Regions from separate parts of the Bombyx mori genome. Here region 1 is linked to region 2. The links are chromatin contacts, called in public Hi-C maps. All regions are on one chromosome and are shown on one strand. The core of a region is the stretch at or near the end of the contact, and the rest is flanking DNA. Distances in the headings are between cores, read along the strand shown. Region 1 holds the start of LOC101745361 (putative phosphatidate phosphatase). Region 2 overlaps LOC101739626 (dnaJ homolog subfamily C member 13).

The links. Hi-C and Micro-C count contacts between places; a contact is called where the count stands out from the background.
Region 1: a Hi-C map of middle silk gland shows a contact between it and region 2, with 2.2 times the contacts expected there. The contact joins the promoter of LOC101745361 here to the enhancer-like site in region 2. A contact is called at or near these places in 3 of 7 Hi-C or Micro-C datasets (middle silk gland, posterior silk gland and whole pupa).

Annotation. Positions count from the first base shown.
Region 1 is chr19:11,845,255-11,848,841 of ASM3026992v2, forward strand. LOC101745361 (putative phosphatidate phosphatase) reads right to left here and starts at 1,899. Exons shown (of 7, transcript XM_062674104.1): 1 at 1,554-1,899. The coding sequence starts at 1,665. All of the region lies in intron 38 of LOC101739626 (dnaJ homolog subfamily C member 13), which reads left to right.
Region 2 is chr19:11,807,777-11,810,998 of ASM3026992v2, forward strand. All of the region lies in intron 38 of LOC101739626 (dnaJ homolog subfamily C member 13), which reads left to right. All of the region lies in intron 1 of LOC101745361 (putative phosphatidate phosphatase), which reads right to left. Among protein-coding and RNA genes, the nearest start is that of LOC101745361, 38 kb to the right of the region's middle. Within about 2 kb of position 1,970, at least 3 of the 8 cell types and tissues checked have open chromatin away from gene starts, as enhancers often do.

The DNA.
Region 1 (3,587 bases), core at 649-3,148, 37 kb after region 2:
ACTTAATGACGATTTTAATGTCACTCGACTCTCGGATAATAAAAAAAAGTCTTTGACATATTTAATTTAAGACTTTAATCTGTATAAAATTATTATTTAATCTGTAATACTAAGTATATGTTTTAGGGATGTTCAATTCTATCTATTTTAATGTCTACAATTAACAAAATTTAAATGTGGTTAGAACTCTTTTTCCATATAATCTCAAGCAAAGGGATTCCATATTCAACATTACAGACAACTTTTGAAATTTAAATGAAATCAAAATCTTAGTCTTAGTCTTAGAGTATAAAACCGAAAGAGTTAATTTAGTACATAGATACAACATTTTATGTAGATTGCACTGAAATTTCCAAATCACATTTTTGTTTTGCACCATTATAGGTCAAGTGAATAAATGTGGATATGCTAAACAAATAGTTTACACAAATAATTAATAAATTTATGGCAAAAAGTAATGAAGCATCATATGAAAATGCGCACAAAATTCATGTTTACTTGAAAGATTGTTTGTGCGAGTAATAATTGAATAGATCAATTTATGTGTTACATTGTTGTAAATTGGAAGAACTATTTGAGACCTTAAATTATTTGCATTTTTCTTTCAATATATCATTTAAAAGAATGGGACTTTCTCATTTTTGGGGGTTAGTCCCAATTGCTGAGCTCTCATGACGTTAAGTATATATATTCTAGTATATTCAGAGTCAACAGCACTAATTACACTTTAAATATCTTATAAGTTAAGATCAGTAATTTTGACACCGATTAAAAATAATACACATTAATTTGTTACATAATCTCAAACTATCGACAATAATAGAAGTCAAGACAAACTTTATGCCATTAAATAAAATAAATTATATAAAGAACCTAAAAATTACTATTAATTTTGAATTTGTTTTTTATTTGTTAATATTGTTTTAATTTCTTTTTGATATTTCAGTTTTTCTCAAATTTTATAAATAAGCTGATCACTATGCCATTATTAATAATAAATAATTTTAACAAAAATCACTTTGAGCTTGACCATAAGATGATTATTTAATTACCACAACAGTTATATGATTTAGAATCCAATCAACACATAGCAAAACTTTTATTATCGTTATTGTTATATCATATTTTTATTTCACTGATATATTTAATGTATTTAATTATCTTATTCATGTGAACATAGAATAATATAACAGAAAATTATAGAAAAAAAGTACAATGGCATTGCTTATTTCTTTAAGAAATAACTTCCAGACCCAAGGGGTATTAAAATAATAAATTTAAAGTGATGAGTGTGTATGTATATTATATTTTAAATTAAAGTGTTTAACTAAGTCGTTATCAATTTTTTATAAATTTTTGACATCTTGCTAATATAAGCCGTGACTCACATTTAGTATTAATAATTATTTTTATCAATAACTTCATCAAACTTTATCAAATACCTACTTTAAAATTAGATAACCCTATTTTAGTCTAGCTTCAATGATTCAGAGTAATTAAAATAACCATTTAAACGTATAGATTACATTTTTAATTCAGAATTTTAAGCTTACCGCAAAAAAGTATCAAGAAATCCAGTATTATTTTTCGCAGTATCATTTTAGAATCTCGATCTATCGTGACTGAATGATTACGCGAATTCGTTTTTCTCTCGGTTCTGTCCATCTTTAAACTTAATAGTCCAGAGTTTAATGTACAACAATAAAAATAACACTTTTCACTGCATCGATGTTACGAAATATTCGTTGTTGGAAAATAATTTGATAACACCCTTACGTCAAACACCGAGCGCATGCGCGCGCGTACTGACGGTTCGTTCAGAAACACAAGAGCGAAAAACGAGATGTCAAAAATTGTGAAGAACGTGAACACCGACTATTTACCTATTTAGTATAATGCTAACTGATGCCAACGACCACGCATTTGCAGAATAAGAGTTGCTTCGTATTAGAATTAAGTACCGATTTTTTATCAAAATGGTGTCACGTGATTCTTTTCTGTTTAGTATTATTTTCAAAACTAAGCAGTTGCAATATTTTGAAAAATTTATTATGCAATTTTGCCTTCAACACGGGCGGTGCGCAGCGGCTTGGCGTTATTGATGTCGATGAACAACAGTGAATATTCATGCCATAATGAACCGTATTGTCATTTATTATTGAAGGCAATTAAAATATCAATAAAATCTCAGTAGGATGTATGAAACTCTACTTTTCAAAGTCAGGCGTAAATATCGCTATCTATATTTACGCCTGACTAAATTTTGTCGCTGCATTTAGAAAATAAACTATCTATTTATAATTCAGAAATGACCATAATTTAACATTGGGACAAGGATGCTCAATGTATGTAAAAACACGTTCAGCTGGCATAAACGAAATGTTTTTCTAAAATTAAATTAATTATATTTTAATTAATAATACTAGCGGGCAATTTTTGATTGGCACCTGATGAAAAGTGACTTCCCATGGTTGTAAAAATACTTAAAAATTAAATTTTGATAGTCTAAATTATTCATTTACTAATTTCGCAGCCGGATCTTAGACTATGAGATGTAGTTGCTAATTTAGTTTTATTTGATTCTCCAATGTCCTCCAGTTTCGATACAAACATAAATTGTTGTCACTATATCATCTTCCACGTGAGATGTAAGCTTATAACAATGGAATATTTTTTACAAAGAAATGCCGCTCGTAATCGGTAGCGACTACCCAGTGGGACACACACTTGTATTTATTTGTAGTTTTTTAACAAAGGAACCCTAAAGCTAAGCAGGAAATTCCTTGTCATAAAATTTTCTGACAGCTTATTCACGGTGAAATTGGGAATTAATTAATTAAACAGTGGCCGTGCGTCTACTTTGTAACCGATTTAAAAAAAAAAGATCAGGTTCTGAATTCGAAGGTATTTTTTTATGTGTGCTACTACCACAGATGTTTTTTCTTTGGGAACCGATTTTAATTATTTTTTTAATTTTAAATCTGGTGCTTCTCATGTGATCCCATTGAAATTTTTGTGTCGAGATCTGACCAGTAGATTTTTTTCCTTAAATATTATATGATATTTATTACATACTTTTTTTACACGCTTTTATTAGCTTGATTGTATGTATTTTTGTGAAGGAACACTACTTATCTTCTTAGTGCTGTTTGTTTGCATCATCATTTATTATTTCCATACTGTTGATGTATTATGTGTATGTAAGTATATTAGTATGTATTGTATGCTAGTATGTATATTGGTATATAATAATAAGTATATATTTCATATTATATGTAAACGGTATATATTTTGTTTATTGTATGTATATATTTTCTATAATGTATTATCTATAGTACACCACAACATACCTGCTAATTTTTTTATATTTTCCAGAATTTCTGTAAATTAAACGGTTGTCTGGAAGAGATCGCTTTTAGCGATAAGACCGCCTATTGTACAAATTTATCTGTTTTTTGATTGTTTTTTTGAATGTAAATTGTGTTTTGGTGTGCAATAAAGTGTATTCTCTCTCTCTCTCTCTATTTTTGTTTTTGTGTAATAGAATCTTTGAAGGTCATTTTCACCAAAAGACTGCATATTATCTT
Region 2 (3,222 bases), core at 720-3,219:
TAAAAGCGTTGCGGAGATGACACGAAGGCAGTAAGGAATCGGAACTATACGAAGCGAAGTAGCGAAGGATCACCTGAAGCGAAGCGGAAGAAGTGAATTGAGAATTTTAAAGTGTTCGTTAAGTGTTTTAAGTGTTAATACAGTTTTAGTTTACACTTTGATAGAATTTTTATTTGTCCCGAACCCCCAGTATTATGTACAAAGTATTGGAAGCGTTCTTGAAAATAATAATTGGTAAAAATAGTAATATGGTATATGGTAATATTGGTAGGAGTGGACGACGCAATGGAACACAAGTTAAAATACAATACAGTTTCGCATTTCATTGCGGTTTTACAATAAGGATTCCACTGTGACGTGTGACTACTCCGATTTGAGGTCGAAATTCTCAATTGTATTGCACCCGTGCGGACTCACAATACGCCCGAATACCAATAATAAGGCAGAGCGCATTTCGTAGATGAGGGAGCCTTATATGAGTCGGTTCCACCAGGAAATAAGAAATAAAAACATATGTAAATTTTATCAGTCAGTCTGTTATGTAACATAGTTCGTAAAGTGTTTTACATTCGCTTAAATAGTTAACACAAGCATTACGTGTTTCAAGTTTTAACATTTTCTCAAACAATAGAGCATTTTCATTTCGTTTGCACATATGTTAATTTATGAAAGAATATTTTTCTTTACAGCTACATGTACGTATGTTACGCTCTCCTCAAATACAATGAATTCGAATATATTTTTCTTTATGAATCCAGGGTTAGGGATTTCAATAAGAAATTCAAAACTAGACTGGACATACTTGTAGACATTAGATAAAAATATCACAAGATATGTAAGTATAGACAGGGGAATCGGGAGACATAAATAAATAAGACGTACGATCCGATTGGAGAATATTCTCGGCGAAGTCTAGTAAGTAAAGTACAGTACAATTAAACACGTCCCTGACTGTTACCCCGAGGGTCGTGGGTTCGATTCCCACATCGGGCAACATTCCCTTCCCATTCCTCATTCCTTCCAACATTCGATTCCCACATTGAATGATGAGCAGGTCTATGGTACCCATAACACGGGGAATCCTAAATTGGGGCCGGCTGACCGTGCGTGATTTGTTCTTAGCTATTAATATTATTACTTATGTCGATAGATTTTGTTTAGTTGTACTACGAGTATTGAATAAAATTTGACGGTTTTTCTACGGCTTTTCTACGGTTTTTGACGGCTTTTCTAGAGATCCAACATCAACCTACAGGCTTCGGAATGAGCTTTTCAGTTTTCCTACAGAGCTATGACATCTCTTTAGATGAGGATCGTTGTTTGCTAGTACCATGCCTACTGATTTTCTCGCTGGATCGTCTCCAGTGGTAAGTTCTGCGAAGCACTGCTCTTGCTAGGGCTAGTGTTAGCAAATTCTCTCAGGTTGAGCCCGTGAACTCGTCTACCCGTCCGGACGTGGCTGGAATAGCCTCTAAGGCTACCAGCGAATGGGTACGGGTAAAAAACTGGTTTCACTGGTGGTAGGGCTTCTTGTGAGTCCGCACGGGTAGGTACCACCACTCCGCCTATTTCTACTGTGAAGCAATAATGCGTTTCGGTTTGAAGGGTGGGGCAGCCGTTGTAACTATACTGAGACCTTAGAACTTGTCTCTCAAGGTGGGTGGCGCATTTAATGTCTATGGGCTCCAGTAACCACTTAACAACAGGTGGGCTGTGAGTTCGTTCACCCAAATAAGCAATAAAAAAAAAAAAATGTTATTTATAAAAAACAGTATTTTACGTCGTTGGCGTCCATACGTATCGTTAAACAGTCTCACCATGGGACCGTATCGTCAGCCAAGCCGAAATTATATATATATAAATATGTTTCGTTACAATTGAAGTTTCCGATTACAAGGGCCGCACACGAGAAATCCCATTTAATGTGTTGTGTGGCAGCATTCAAATAAAAACATTGCTGCATGAATGAACCCGCTTGTTTCTAACTTCCACTATACTTATTATGTATCGCGTTCGAAGTTAGAGTCGTCATTGTGATAATTCCGTTCAAATAACTAACAATAAATGCCAAGTGTAATTAAAAGACTGTAAGAGTAATTAAACTATAAGACTGTAATTAAAAGAAATATAAGTGCTCATAGAACTTTTAAAATTTGCTTTGTGACTTTTAAATCGATTTGTAATTCGCTTTATTTTTTAATCGATTAGAGATTGCACTTATAATCGTATGTATAGTCGTATAATAATAAATGCGGTGAAATTCAAGATGCTTAAATACTATTTGTTTGTCTTTCATTGGCATTAATAAAATAGTTCTTAACTATTCTTAAGTCTCATCGTATTTGTTGATAGAAGGATTTCGAACATACCAGAATATCTCAGTAAAAATATTAACCTTATTCTCAAGCCGACAAGTATAGAAGTGATAACTACCTATATTGTGTAAAATAAACATTTATTACAATATTACTGCTAGTATTTACAAAATAAAATGTTATTATAGTTTTGTACCATTCTATTGAGCCATCTTTAAAATCTGAGTTAAAAAACAGAAAAATCAAAAGCGATTTGATATTTATCTTAACACTTGTGCTAATTTACGCTTTTCATATTATGTAAATTGTAGGTTACATTTACAATTCCTTGTGAATAGGGAGCAGCCGCGAAAACGGCCATAAATAAACATACAAAACCGGACTCGACAAGTCACAATAACGATCGCTATCTCCCGTTGTCTCGTCCGACAACAACCATCAAAGGGTTCCGTCCTCACGCAACATTAAAATCAATTCAGACACTCGATCGAATTAATAAATGACACAATTCATTCCCATGCATTTCAATTTCTATCGTGACACGTAATGAGCGCTGGCTGGTCACTTAATGTTTCGATCGCGCAATGACCCCAATGCGGAGGGACCGCAGTGCCGAGTGCATTGGTTTTTCGATACAAATGACCAATAAATGTGAAGGGAATTGATATTTAATTTGAAACCACAAGGGTTACGTTCTGTATTGAATACATAATAGTCAATGACGTTGATAATTCTTAGAAAAACGCTTGAGAGAGTCGAGATAGTTGAATAGGTTTTATTGATCGGATGTCGTTTGGAGTTGTTTAACCTATTAGTTGTAATGGAAGAAGTGTGTTCCTAATAATGCTCTGGACTCTTAGTTTTTTAATGAGTTTGTGTTATATTCATTTTTATGGTGTATTAATTA